Regions from separate parts of the Mus musculus genome. Here region 1 is linked to region 2. A link is a contact called in public HiChIP or PLAC-seq data. All regions are on one chromosome and are shown on one strand. The core of a region is the stretch at or near the end of the contact, and the rest is flanking DNA. Distances in the headings are between cores, read along the strand shown.

Region 1 (5,942 bases), core at 3,398-5,897, 580 kb after region 2:
TAGATATAGGGCAGAAGAAGCCACAGGAGTGGGGAGAAAATTTAGCACCTAGAGCAAAAATTGTAGCTGTTAAGAAGTGTGGGGGCAGAGCTTGAATACACAGCGGTGAGGGCAGTAGTGCAGGTGTCTGCCTCAGAGGTGTAGACCTTCACGACAACATTTCAGAGCATTTGCAGCTAACAGTGAATCTCACAGCCAAGAATCTCGCCCAGGATCCACTGTGTTGCCAGAAATGACAATGTCACCCTGCCCCCAACTGGTTTGTTGTAGGTTAGGTGTTTATGAGAGCCTCAGCTTTCTAAGGGAGAGGTGGTTTGGAGATAAAGGGAGACTCAGTGAAGAATAGAAAGTATCCCCAATTCTAAGTGTCAGGATACTGCAGGCCTCCCTGCTCCTGTGGAATTGTAGCTAGTTTCTGGATTACTGCTGGAGGACCTGAGATCTGCTGCCACCACACACACACACACACACACACACACACACACACACACACACACACCATCCCACCCCCATGCGTGACTTCAGGCGCAACATAATTAATACTCAGTCATTTCCTGTCTATTCAAAATACTATTCAGGGTAAAGGGAGTGGTGGTAAAAGGCTCTAGTTTGCTTTTCTGCTGCTGTAACATGCTGACCAAAAAGAACTTGAAGAGGAAAAAGAAAAACTTATTTCAGCTTATATTTCCAGGTCACAGCCCATCACTGAGAGATGTCAGCACAGGAATGCAAGAATTTAAACGAACATAATTTACTGGCTCACCTGCTGACTTACACTCAGCTGCACAGCCCAAGACTGCGTACCTAGTGATGGTACTGCCCACGGTGGGCAGCGCCCTCCTACCTCAACTAACAATTAAGACAGTGCCTCATGGAGATGCCCATGTCTTATTTAGGCAGTTCTCCCATTGAGGTTCCATCTTTCAGGTGACTCTAGGTTCTGTTAGAGTGCCAATAACAAGACCTGGACTGCTCACTTCTGATAAGTTCATGGCAGTGCCTGAGCCAGGAACAGAGGGTAGGATAATGGTTTTATTTTTTAGGAACTTGTGGAGATGATCGGAGAGAACAAGGTCAGATATATATGATAAGAAATATGAGATCATGGTTTGGGAAAGTACTTTTAGAATTCAGCAGAGGTACACACCTGTGATCCCAGTACTCAGGAGGCAAAGGCAGGAGGTTAGAATATTCAAGGCCAGCTTGAGCTGCTTAGTCCTGGCTCTGCCTCATCAAACAAAACACTAGCTTTGTGGAGGGCCTGACGGAGTAGGTATGGGAAAGTGGTGTGGACTGCTTTGCCCTCTCTTCCCCTCAACCCAGCTTTTTTCCTCTTAATTCCGCAAGCTTGAGCTGCTTCCATCCATAAAAAGCAAAGAGTGCTGTCTAACAAGAGTGCTTCCTGTTATCTCTTAGTAGTGAAGGCTAGAGTGCTTTCAACCAAAGCTGAAGAATACATTCCCCTTTTCTCTTGTCACCTCTGCTCAGTTTACCAAGCCATCTGTATAGATGAGCCCATCAGGGTATTGAACAGAGGAGATGGTCTCAAGCCCCATTTTACAGTGTGGGATGACTGGGGCGGAAGTTTGGGCACTTAGACTGATTCCTGGCTCTGTGTCCTACAGCATCATGGTTAATAGGACTGTCTTAGTCAGGGTTTTTTTCATTCCTGCACAAACATCATGACCAAGAAGCAAATTGGGGAGGAAAGGGTTTATTCAGCTTACATTTCCACACTGCTGTTCATCACTGAAAGAAGTCAGGACTGGAACTCAAGCAAGTCAGAAGCAGGAGCTGATGCAGAGGCCATGGAGGGATGTTACTTACTGGCTTGCTTCCCCTGGCTTGATCAGCTTGCTCTCTTATAGAACCAAGACTACCAGCCCAGAGATGGTCCCACCTACAAGGGACCTGAAACCCTTGATCGTTAATTGAGAAAATGCCTTACAGTTGGATCTCATGGAGGCATTTTCTCAACTGAAGCTCCTTTCTCTGTGATAACTCCAGCTGTGTCAAGTTGACACAAAACTAGCCAGTACAAGGACCAAATCTCAGTTTCCTCGGAAGAGTATCCCGAGTGTGAAATCACCTGATTATTGGAGTCTAGAACCTGAACTTTGAGCCTGAATTGTTCAAGCTTTTGAGTTTATACCTCTAGTCTTAAAAATAACATGTTCAAGGTGAGTCTTTGCAGCCAGGCAGTGACTGTCAAGTTACGGTGACCCAGAATCAAAAGACTCTGTACAGTTAACATTGGCTTTAGTTTTTCTAAACCCACTCATTATTTCAATACGAGTGTTAGACAAGGTTTTAAATACTCTGGTTTCAACAACTTGAGTGGTTACAGACCCTTTTAATGTATCAGAAAACCATAACCTTTGTTTCCCCAAACTTTTCTTTTTGTACAGTTTTCTGAAACCATTTCAATGTAAATTGTAGTTATGAAGATCTAACTATGGTGGCATCTGCTGCTGAAAAGAAGGTTTTCATGTAGTCTCAGTACGTGCCATTAAGATTATCTCCATTTATATTTTTCTTGATAGCCTCTGAAATGTTGTTATAACTACCTTTTAAAAACAGAATCAGAGCCAGGCGGTGGTGGCACACGCCTTTAATCCCAGCACTCGGGAGGCAGAGGCAGGCGGAGTTCTGAGTTCGAGGCTAGCCTGGTCTACAAAGTGAGTTCCAGGACAGCCAGGGCTACACAGAGAAGCACTGTCTCGAAAAACCGAAAAAAAAAAAAAGAAGGAAAAATAAAAACAGAATCAGGATAGATTTTATCTTTGGCACCTACTTATTACTGTGATTTTTTTTTTGTTTTATTCTTGAGTTCATGTGCTCTGTGTGTGTGTGTGTGCAACTTGCAGAAATTGGTTCTCTCCTTCTACCACAGGAGTTATAGTGATCTAACTCAAGTTGTCAGGCTTGGCAGCAGATGCCTTGACCCCAAGGCCATCACACTCACCCTACCTTGGGGTTTTTAAAAGACCAATTGGTCTGTGACTATGGGTGCCCCATATTCTGAATCTGTCTGATTATTTCCCCGCTCTGTGGTTTAACTTGGTGCTATTAACACATTCTCTGTGATAATATAGTGTGTGTGTGGTTTTTTTTTAATTGCCTGTTTTCCATAAACTGAAAGCTAAATCTAAAGTTTTTGTGAAGTTCAATCAAGTCAAACATTTTTGGAAAATAAACTTCATAGGTGATAGTGTTTGTTTTTATTTTATTTTTTTTATTTCTTTGTGTGTATGAGGGGGATTATTTTAAATGCCTGCACGTTTGTCTGTGTGTCACGTGTCTGAAGAGGCCAGAAGAACTGGAGTTATAGCCAGTTGTGGGCTGCTGTGTGGGTGCTAGGAATATTGAACCTGGGTTCTCTGGAAGAGCAGGCAGTGCTCTTAACTTCTGGGCCATCTCTCTAGTCTCACGTGATGGTGCTTAGCTCACATGGTTCCTCCTCGGGAGACCTGTGCCAGACTGGCTGGCTTGGTTACGTGGTCAAGGTGAACACTGGCTCTCTCCTTCCTCCAGGCACATTAGGAAATAATCCACTGTGGCATTATAGGGTCTACTCCAAACCTTTCACCTAATGGCTCTGATGTCTGTTGATGACAATTTTATTGTTACGTTGGCAGTTGCAGAAGGCTTATATTTTCTCCCCACTGCCTTGATCCCTGAGGATCTTGATGATTCTAAACAACACTGGTCAGGTGCTCTCGGAGGTGTGCCTTAGACTCTAATCCTGCTAACTCTGCTCCAGGTATTAGCCAGGGATCTTCTGTAAGCCCTGAAATGTTAGCTCTGATATATGTACATGTACATAGGAGCTTTTATTCAACTTAAATCTAAAGACCCACCGGACCCAGCGTGAGCTTGTTTAATGCAGGGGGGGGGGGGGTTGTGGTGAAGGCGTCGTACTTTATGAGAGAGGGGAATAGTAGCTGAGCTCTATCCTAAGAAATTATAAGTTCTGCCCTTAGAACTACTTGCTTCTCTCCAGCACGAAAACAAAAACAAGAAGCTGTCCTGGCTTTTAAACTTCCAGGCTATTCTGCCAGAGCTTCTGGCCCACAGGCACCCCACAGTTTCATTTCCTTTCCTATTTTCAAACTCAGCAATGTGTTAAATTGAGAACACTGGGTTTTCCTTAAGAGCAAACCAAGAGGTTAGATCAGACACCCTTCAACACTTCTTCCGACATTCCGGGGACTTGTTACTTCTTCATTTGCCAGTTCAATTTCATTCCAAGTTGGTATATGTGCTTTTTATTATTATTATTGTTCATTACATCTTTTGAAAAGTCACACATGTCTAAACCAAGGGTGTTTTTGGTTCATATTCTCAGCAGTATAACTCCTCGCCTGCAGAGCACTTTTATATATTTCCATATCAGATCTTTTAAGGAATCAGCATTGTATGTCTTTTCCTTGTGGTATATATATATAGGCTGCAGTTTTATGTCTATGTATTTCCTATCACCATTAGCAGAGTCCACTAAGCTCCGCTGATGGACTCCCATGGTAACTGTCAGTGATAGTGTTACTGTTCCAGCATTACAAAATGCTGCATGGTTACCTTCCTCCGTGCCCATAGCACAGCCACCTCCCTGCCCAGTGTAGGCATTGTGTACCTTAGGAGGTGGGGCAGGACCCTGCATTCTTGATACTGCTTTCAGTTTCAGGTCTTGGATCTCAACCAGTGGTTGAGGAGCCAGGGCTTTGGGTTCTCTCCTGGATTGCTTTCTATGAACCAGGCCTATGCCTAGTGTTTCTAACAGAACTCTTTTAGAAGAATTCTGTTTAGAAGCCCCTGTAGGCTTCTCTCTTTCTCCCATTTTATGGATGGATAAGCTGAGACTCAGAGTACTCAAGTGAGCTTTCTGTCGTCACAGGGGCAGGAAGAGGGCCAGAGCTGCAAAGATTGATAGGAACACCTTTTTCTCAGCTAAGCTGTGTACCTAGAAGGGCCATACCTGCATAGCCCGGGACAGCCACAGAGGAATCTTCCCTTCCTGGCGTCCCTTGTGGTCTTAGCTTGAGCAATCCACAGGGGTATCACTCTTCCTCCTATTGCTGAGTCTGCTCTTGATTTCAGGTCTAAGGAACAGAGACCCCCAACCTAAGGGTGCAATGGCAGTGTCAGCCCCCTTGAGGAGCCTGGAGGAAGAGGTGACCTGCTCCATCTGCCTGGATTACCTGAGGGACCCGGTGACCATCGACTGTGGCCATGTCTTCTGTCGCAGCTGCACAAGTGATATCCGCCCCATATCGGGGAACCGGCCTGTCTGCCCGCTCTGCAAGAAGCCCTTTAAGAAGGAGAACATCCGACCCGTGTGGCAGCTAGCAAGTCTGGTGGAGAACATTGAACGGCTGAAGGTGGACAATGGCAGACAGCCAGGAGAGCTCGCCCGCGAGCCACAGGACATGAAGTTGTGTGAGCGGCACCAGGAGAAGCTACACTACTACTGTGAAGATGATGGCAAACTGTTGTGTGTGATGTGCAGGGAGTCCCGGGAGCACCGCCCCCACACTGCAGTCCTGGTGGAGAAAGCCGCCCTGCCTCACAGAGTAAGTCCTCCCAGGGCCTGCGAGGGAAGGTTCTGTCTGGTGTCCCTCCTGCCCCAGCTCAGGACACTCATCTCTCTCCGCTGCTTATCTTTCCTTAGGAGAAAATTCTGAACCACTTGAACACCCTAAGGAGAGACAGAGACAAAATCCAGGGCTTTCAAGCCAAGGGAGAAGCTGATATTCTGGCTGCACTGGTACGTGGGAATCCAAGCTGAGCGTTGCTCACGCGTTGGAGGGAGGGGCTGGCCAGGTGGGAAGTGTTTCTAGGAGTACTTTGGAAGCATGGTTGTTAGGTTGGCTTTAGGCCAACTGGGGATTAATTAACCAAGGAGATGGTGTAGGTTGGCCTGCCCTGTCCTTTTGGGCCTGCTA
Region 2 (6,118 bases), core at 1,606-4,105:
CAACCCTAGCATCATGGGCCTGGCTGCCTACCTTGTATTCCTGTGTAGCATCATCCATCGGCACGACGGTGTGGGGCCGGTGGGTATGAGAAATTGCACATATCAGACAGACAGCCTCCTGGTCTTCATAGCAGAAAAGGCTAAGAGGTTCGTGGTGCTGGGAGCAGAGGCTTTCATCTCTGATCTTCCGCTTGACCGTCTGGAGCTGCTTGGCGATTTCCACCATACTGCCTAGCTGTCGGTTAGGCCGGAGACTCCGGTATCGGGATGTCTTCCGACAGACAGGGCAAGGGAAGTCCCGCTCTAGGTCTTCCCACCAGCGGGTAATGCACGCTTTGCAGAAGTTGTGCCCACATTCAATAATAACTGGCTCCTTCAGATACTCTAGGCATACAGAACAGCTTGCTTCCACCTGCAGGTTCTCCAGAGCAGCGGCTGTGGAGGCTGCAGAGGTTCCAGCCTCTAACAGACTTGTCTCTGCCATTATAACTTGGAGGCAGGGAGAGAGGAAAGAAGTGTTAGTTGGAGGGTTATTTTGTTTCCTGACATTAGCTCCCAGTAAGCCATAGGTCTAGATGAAGCCCCATCTTGGTATTCTCCCATTTCCACCTTTTCATCTGTTGGTCTATTTACAGTGTGTGTGACCTCTCCCCATCACTGTTATTATTATTTTATTATTATTTTGAGTCAGCAAATATCAGCAGTGCCCAGAATTTCTTTACCTCTGCTTTTTCAATACCAGCAATGAAAAGGAGCCTGATATGGCGACTGAAACCCATTTCCCTAGCCATTTTTGAGGTCAAGGTAGGGGGACTGTCATTAGCTGAAGGCCAACGTAGGCTACACAATGAGTTCTAGGTTAGCTTGAATTACACAGATCTTATTTCTACAGGGAGGGAACCATGGGAAATGAGATATGTCACATAAGCCAAAGTATTAAGATTTTAGCTGGGCATGGTGGCTCACTGTGAGGCAGGAGGATCAATACAAGAATAAGGCTAGCCTGGGCTGTAGAGTAAGATTTGTAAAACAAATAATATATCTACATATCTATTAAAACTGACTATCAGCCCTAGAACTCATTACTACTTTAAAGAACTTCATATATAATTACTGCATCGATTTCAAAGAACCCCAAGCTACTTCTTCTAACGTCATAGGAAGTTTATTGTTTTAGAGTCTAGCCTTGATTGTCTGCTGTTCCTCTTAATGAGTTACACTACAGTAACACACTGTTTCAGGGAAAGCATGACATGGTTCTTCCTTTCCCCAAACTAGCCCAAAGGAAGAACGCTCTCTTCTTGAAGATGCTCCTGTCACTCACCGCATTTCTATTTGTGTGCAGCTGGGATGGCTGCAAAGCAACAAATACATATCAGCTCTAAGGAAGCACCATTGAGTGCATTGAGGGCAGCAGCTTCTTGGAGAGAGAGCTGGCAAGTACATTCTAAACATTCAGTGGTGACTGCAGTCTTTCAACGTCACTACTGATAACTAACTCCTTAGATAGTCAGTGATTAGGAAGGAAATTAGCCAGGTATGGTTAATACTAGGTAGGTAGCGCATGTACCGAGGAGGCAAAGGCAGGAGCCTCAGGAACTCGAGGCCAGCCTAAATTAAATATAACCAATAAATAGTTATTGGTCTCAATAAATGAATAAGTGTATGGAAAGAGACAACCAAAGCTCTCCATTCTTAAGATGTCAATACATAAGTAAGCTAATTTATCTGGTCCCATAACCCCCTACTTTCCTTCTGTCCCAAAAGGGGCCCCCCAAAAAGGAAGGAAATTTGATAGGTCTACCCATCGACAGAAAAGTGCCCATGTAATGAATTGGGGCAACAATGATTATTTCTGTATACTGGTGGTACAAATGGAAGGATTTTAAGTAGGAGTTGGTAACTTATCCTCTTTTAATGGAGAAAAGAATTGATCCAGATAAGTACAGTTGGATGATTTCTTTCTTCTCTGCCCATTAGAATCCAGTTTTGACTAGTGACTTAGCCTCCTCCTCCTCAATCCTACAGATAAGTGGCATCCTCACCTAAAACTGAACCATATTCACACTTGAGAGACCTGCATGTATCTAATTAGCAAATAGATGGTATGAGAGAGAAACGGGCTCAAGGATAGTGAAGAACGGAGAGGATTTGGAGCTGGGGGTGGTGTGGTGGTGGTGTAGAGGGCAGCCATAATATGGCCTTGTGCTCCTCTGGCTTGATCCTTCCTCCCACTCTCCATTACTCGATCTCAGTGTAAGTAATCGCGTCAGAGACGTCCACGTTTTGCCTTTAATCACTATTGGGTACCACCTCAGGAGCCTCTTTCAAGCACTGGCCACAACTCTGTCCCACCCGTTCTCCATCTTCTCCAGCCATATCGGGAGCATGAGGACCAGAGTGAGGGAGCATACGTCGTGCTTGGCAGGGAGGAACGGATGCGTGTCTAAGTGAGGGAGAGGTGTGACGTGAAGGTGGGATGCCCGCTGCCATGTCGCAGCCCAGACCCGCGATGACTGCGTCAGTTTCACCCGGGGAGACCAAAGGCAGCGGGACAGGGGAACGGCGGGGTAGCCAAGCAACGCCGGACGCGCTGACGTCGCCGGGGCGGCAAACGTCCTCCGGGCCCGAGGCGGGCGGAGGCAGCTGTGGTTGCGCGCCGGCCGGCTGACGTACTCGCCGGGCGTAGGGCCGCGGCGAGAGGAGCCCGCTCGCTGGAGCCGGCTGCGGGACCCTTGTGGCGGCGGCGCAGCACCTACCTTCCCGGCTCCGGGTCCCGGAGTGCCGGGCGCGGAGCCGCCGGAGCACTGCCTCCCTCCTTCCTCCTCCCCTCACCCCCGCCCCGCGGCGCGACACACAATACTCGCCGGAAGCGGAAGCCGCGCTGCGGCGATGGAAGACAGCTGCGCGGCGCCGAGCCGCCGTGCCAGGGCCTAGTCGGGCCCGCGGCGGGTGGCGGGCGGAGAGCCGGAGGCGAGGGCCTGCGCGGCTAGTTTACCGGGCGAGAGGGAACCCGCCGCTTCCCGTGGCTGAGGTGCTGGCGCCCAGGTGACCAGAGCGGTCCCCCGGAGACTGAGGGCCGCGCATGCGCGTGGCGAGACGCCGAACCCCATGGCGGGCAGCGCGCCGTGGCTGGGCTGGCAGAGCTGCGCGGTCAGCGAGCCCGCAGAGGCTCAAGCTGGTCCTCGGTGGGGCTGGGAACCGCAGAGGCCTGGGCGGCTACGGGTTGTGGGCGTTGGGCCACACTTTCCCGGTCTCCGGGTCAATTCTGGGGGAGGGTTGCTGTTTAAGGCGGCGGTGTATTACGTGGCCGACCTGAGAGTCTATGCTGGCACGTCACTTCCGACTGGCTGAGGTTTGGCAATTTAACCGGCAAGCTGTAGTAGGTGAGTTATCTTGGCTGCAGACCGAGGTGCGTCTTTTCCCCTCCTCCGGTTGGGTGATGTATTAGCCAGGGGTTCTCTAGAGCTACAGAACCTAGTGAATGTTTCTCTCTCTATAATTAATCGTGATGACTTACAGGCTAACCCAACAATGGGCAGCTGTGGATGGGAAGTCCAAGAATCTAGTAGTTGCGCAGTCCCACGTGGCTAGTTCTTTCAGCTGGTCTTCTGTAGAAGTAGGTTCCGACAGATGTGCTGGCAAGTAAGTGCAAGCCCGTGAAGAAGAGAATCTTCCTTCTTCCTATGTCCTTATGTAGACTTCCAGCAGAAGGCGTGGCCCAGATTAAGGTGTGCACCACCTTGTTTGGATTTGGGACTTGCTTTCTCCCGGGCTGACTTTGAACTCAGAGAACTCCTTGCCCCAGTCTGGGATTGAAGTCGTGTACTGCCTTGCCTGGTCCTAAACTTAATGGCCACTGTACCTCAAGATCTCCATGTCAAGATCCAGGTCAGAAACTTGTGTCTTCCAGCCTCAAGATCTGGATCACAGGTGAGCCCTCCAATTCTGGGTTGTAATTCCTTCCAGATAGTCAAGTTGACCACCAGGAGTAGCCACCACAGCTGACATTAGCGAAACGCTTTCCCTGGCTGGAGCTGGAGTGTAGAAAACCGGTCTAGTTCGGTGCTTTGCTGCCCCTGCATCTAGGATGCCAGGAGGACCAAATCCTGTGCTCAGGAAACACTGGGTGGGAACCAAAGCCTGCTTCTTTCTCTTTGAAGACCTTGCTTAAGTTTCTCTGGGAGAGCAGATGGAGCTTATGGATAGACTCCAGACTTGCACATTGGCCTCCTTGTTGTGTTTTATAAAAAGATAAGGAGAGAAGGAGTGTGTTTGGTGGAGGTGTAGTCAGGTGTGGGAGGAGGGGTGCCTCTGCAGGCCCATGCTGCCGCATCCCTCCCCCCTGAGGGACCAGCCACACGATGACGATGGCATAGTATAGAATAGAGTTTATTCAGGGAATGGGGAGGGGATTTGAGAGGGTAGTAGAGACGGAGAAAGGTGGGGGGGGGGGGGGAGAAGAGAGCAGAGAAGAGAAGAAAGAGAAGTAGAGGCCAGCCGTGAGTGCCATGAGCACGTGGGGAGAGAGGAGGAGGCGAGTGGTGAGAGAGGGGGAAGAGGCAGGACAGGACAGAGTAAGAGCAAGAAGGCAAGAGAGGTAACTGGGGCAGAGCCTAGACAAAATGCTAACGCTTGTTGTTTTTGGAAGTGTCATAAACCTGTCATGGTGAAGATTTTTGTGGAGGGGATGAGTTGATGTGGAGGGATCGTCTGCTGGTACAGATGTAATGGACTCAGGAGGAGTCAGTGCTAGGATGCACATTGACACTACTGGATGCATAGGTAGCTTGTCCCTCTGTTGTGAGACAGACCTTTTCTGGGGAGATAAACACGTGTCTGCTCATCTCAACAAACTGACACGGACCAAAGTATGCGTACCACTGAAGTCCGATGTGGTGAAGCATGAGTTTTACTGGGGTTATTTAGAGGAATATGGGTGAGGAGTTACTTACAGGAACAGAAATAACTCAAAGACAACACGGTGTCACCAAAGTCCACCCCCGTGTAGTTGACAGCTCACATAGCTGGAAACCTGGAGCACACTGCACAGATGAAGAGGCTGAGGGTCTCTTTCCGGCTAGTGTGCGCATCTTCCAGGCTGCTTGTTCTTATTTCTTCCAGTCGTCATCTGCTTCTGCTGGGCTCACCTGAGAGTGGCTCTCGGCAGTGTCTACTGTTAATGCCCTCGGGAGGAAGGGATTTTGGACTTCTGAAGCTGTCAGGAGTTGTTTCTTAAGGTGCTTCCCTGTAGCACTTCACTTCTCTTTAGAATGTCTTGTTGCTTTACATCTCTGTAAACCCCTTGTTTTAGGAAGTTTCCCTCCATGATGCAAGGTTTTAATCTCAGAGGAAGCCACTACAAAACACTCTCTCTCCTTCCTGCAACAGTTGGCATTCAACATATTTGCGTGTATTTGAATGCGTGCCCTCCTTTCAGAGGAAGTGGTCCTTCTTCTGTTTTAGTTCTTCACAAACACGGTGCAGTTCTGGCTCCTTTGAGGTAGCATTTTATGTAGTCAAGGCTCACTAGGAAGCTCGATCCTTCTGCTTCACCTCAGTACTAGAGAATTACAGGTGTTGACTACTACACCTGAGATGCATATTTAACCCCTCATACTTAAAGAGTTCAAAACTGTTTTAATGTCAGAAAACAGGCAGTGTCTGAGGTCAAAGATTTAGGACCACAAATGTCAAATACAACAAATTGACTTTAAAAAAATTGTCTTTACTGTTGTTTTTTGTTCTGTTGTTTTGTTGTTTTTGCTCTGCTTTCATTGTAGCCAGTGATTTTAAGAGTAAATTTGATAGATATCAATTTTTCCTCCACTTCATTTTGTCATATTTGCCCATAGGGATTATAAACTGCAGCAGTTGCTACAGTTAATAAACACCTTATTTAAAACAGAGTAGCATGAAACTAGTCTTTTATCACTGTCCCTTAAAAATATCCCAGTGTGGCCTTTCCCATTGTATACCTTTCTGTTAGGAGGACTTGTCCCCTCCCCTTTTAATCTTGTATCTTTGAGAATTTTCTATCATCTGCCCCCTGTCCCTATCTTTCTTTTGAGTGTCCTTTGAAGTGTTTGGAGGAAAAGGCAAATAGGTTTGAATTACC

The links. HiChIP or PLAC-seq counts read pairs in DNA pulled down with a chosen protein or histone mark.
Region 1: an H3K27ac HiChIP or PLAC-seq map of extraembryonic endoderm stem cells shows a contact between it and region 2, with 4 times the contacts expected there. The contact joins the enhancer-like site here to the promoter of Trim39 in region 2. A contact is called at or near these places in 13 of 39 promoter capture datasets (the C10 cell line, the HPC-7 cell line, cranial neural crest and 9 more), 5 of 115 datasets of contacts at active chromatin or transcription factors (bone marrow-derived dendritic cells, double positive thymocytes, extraembryonic endoderm stem cells and 2 more) and 2 of 9 other capture datasets (adipose tissue and liver).

What each region holds. Positions count from the first base shown.
Region 1 is chr17:36,845,559-36,851,500 of GRCm38.p6, forward strand. Trim26 (tripartite motif-containing 26) reads left to right here. Exons shown (of 10, transcript NM_001025599.3): 3 at 5,098-5,570; 4 at 5,669-5,764. The coding sequence starts at 5,133. Among named protein-coding and RNA genes, the nearest start is that of Gm25973, 6.2 kb to the left of the region's middle. Within about 2 kb of position 4,648, at least 29 of the 459 cell types and tissues checked have an H3K27ac peak or open chromatin away from gene starts, as enhancers often do. A contact at or near this core is called in extraembryonic endoderm stem cells and liver, where this site is marked.
Region 2 is chr17:36,268,578-36,274,695 of GRCm38.p6, forward strand. Trim39 (tripartite motif-containing 39) reads right to left here and starts at 2,856. Exons shown (of 7, transcript NM_178281.1): 1 at 2,760-2,856; 2 at 32-489. The coding sequence starts at 484.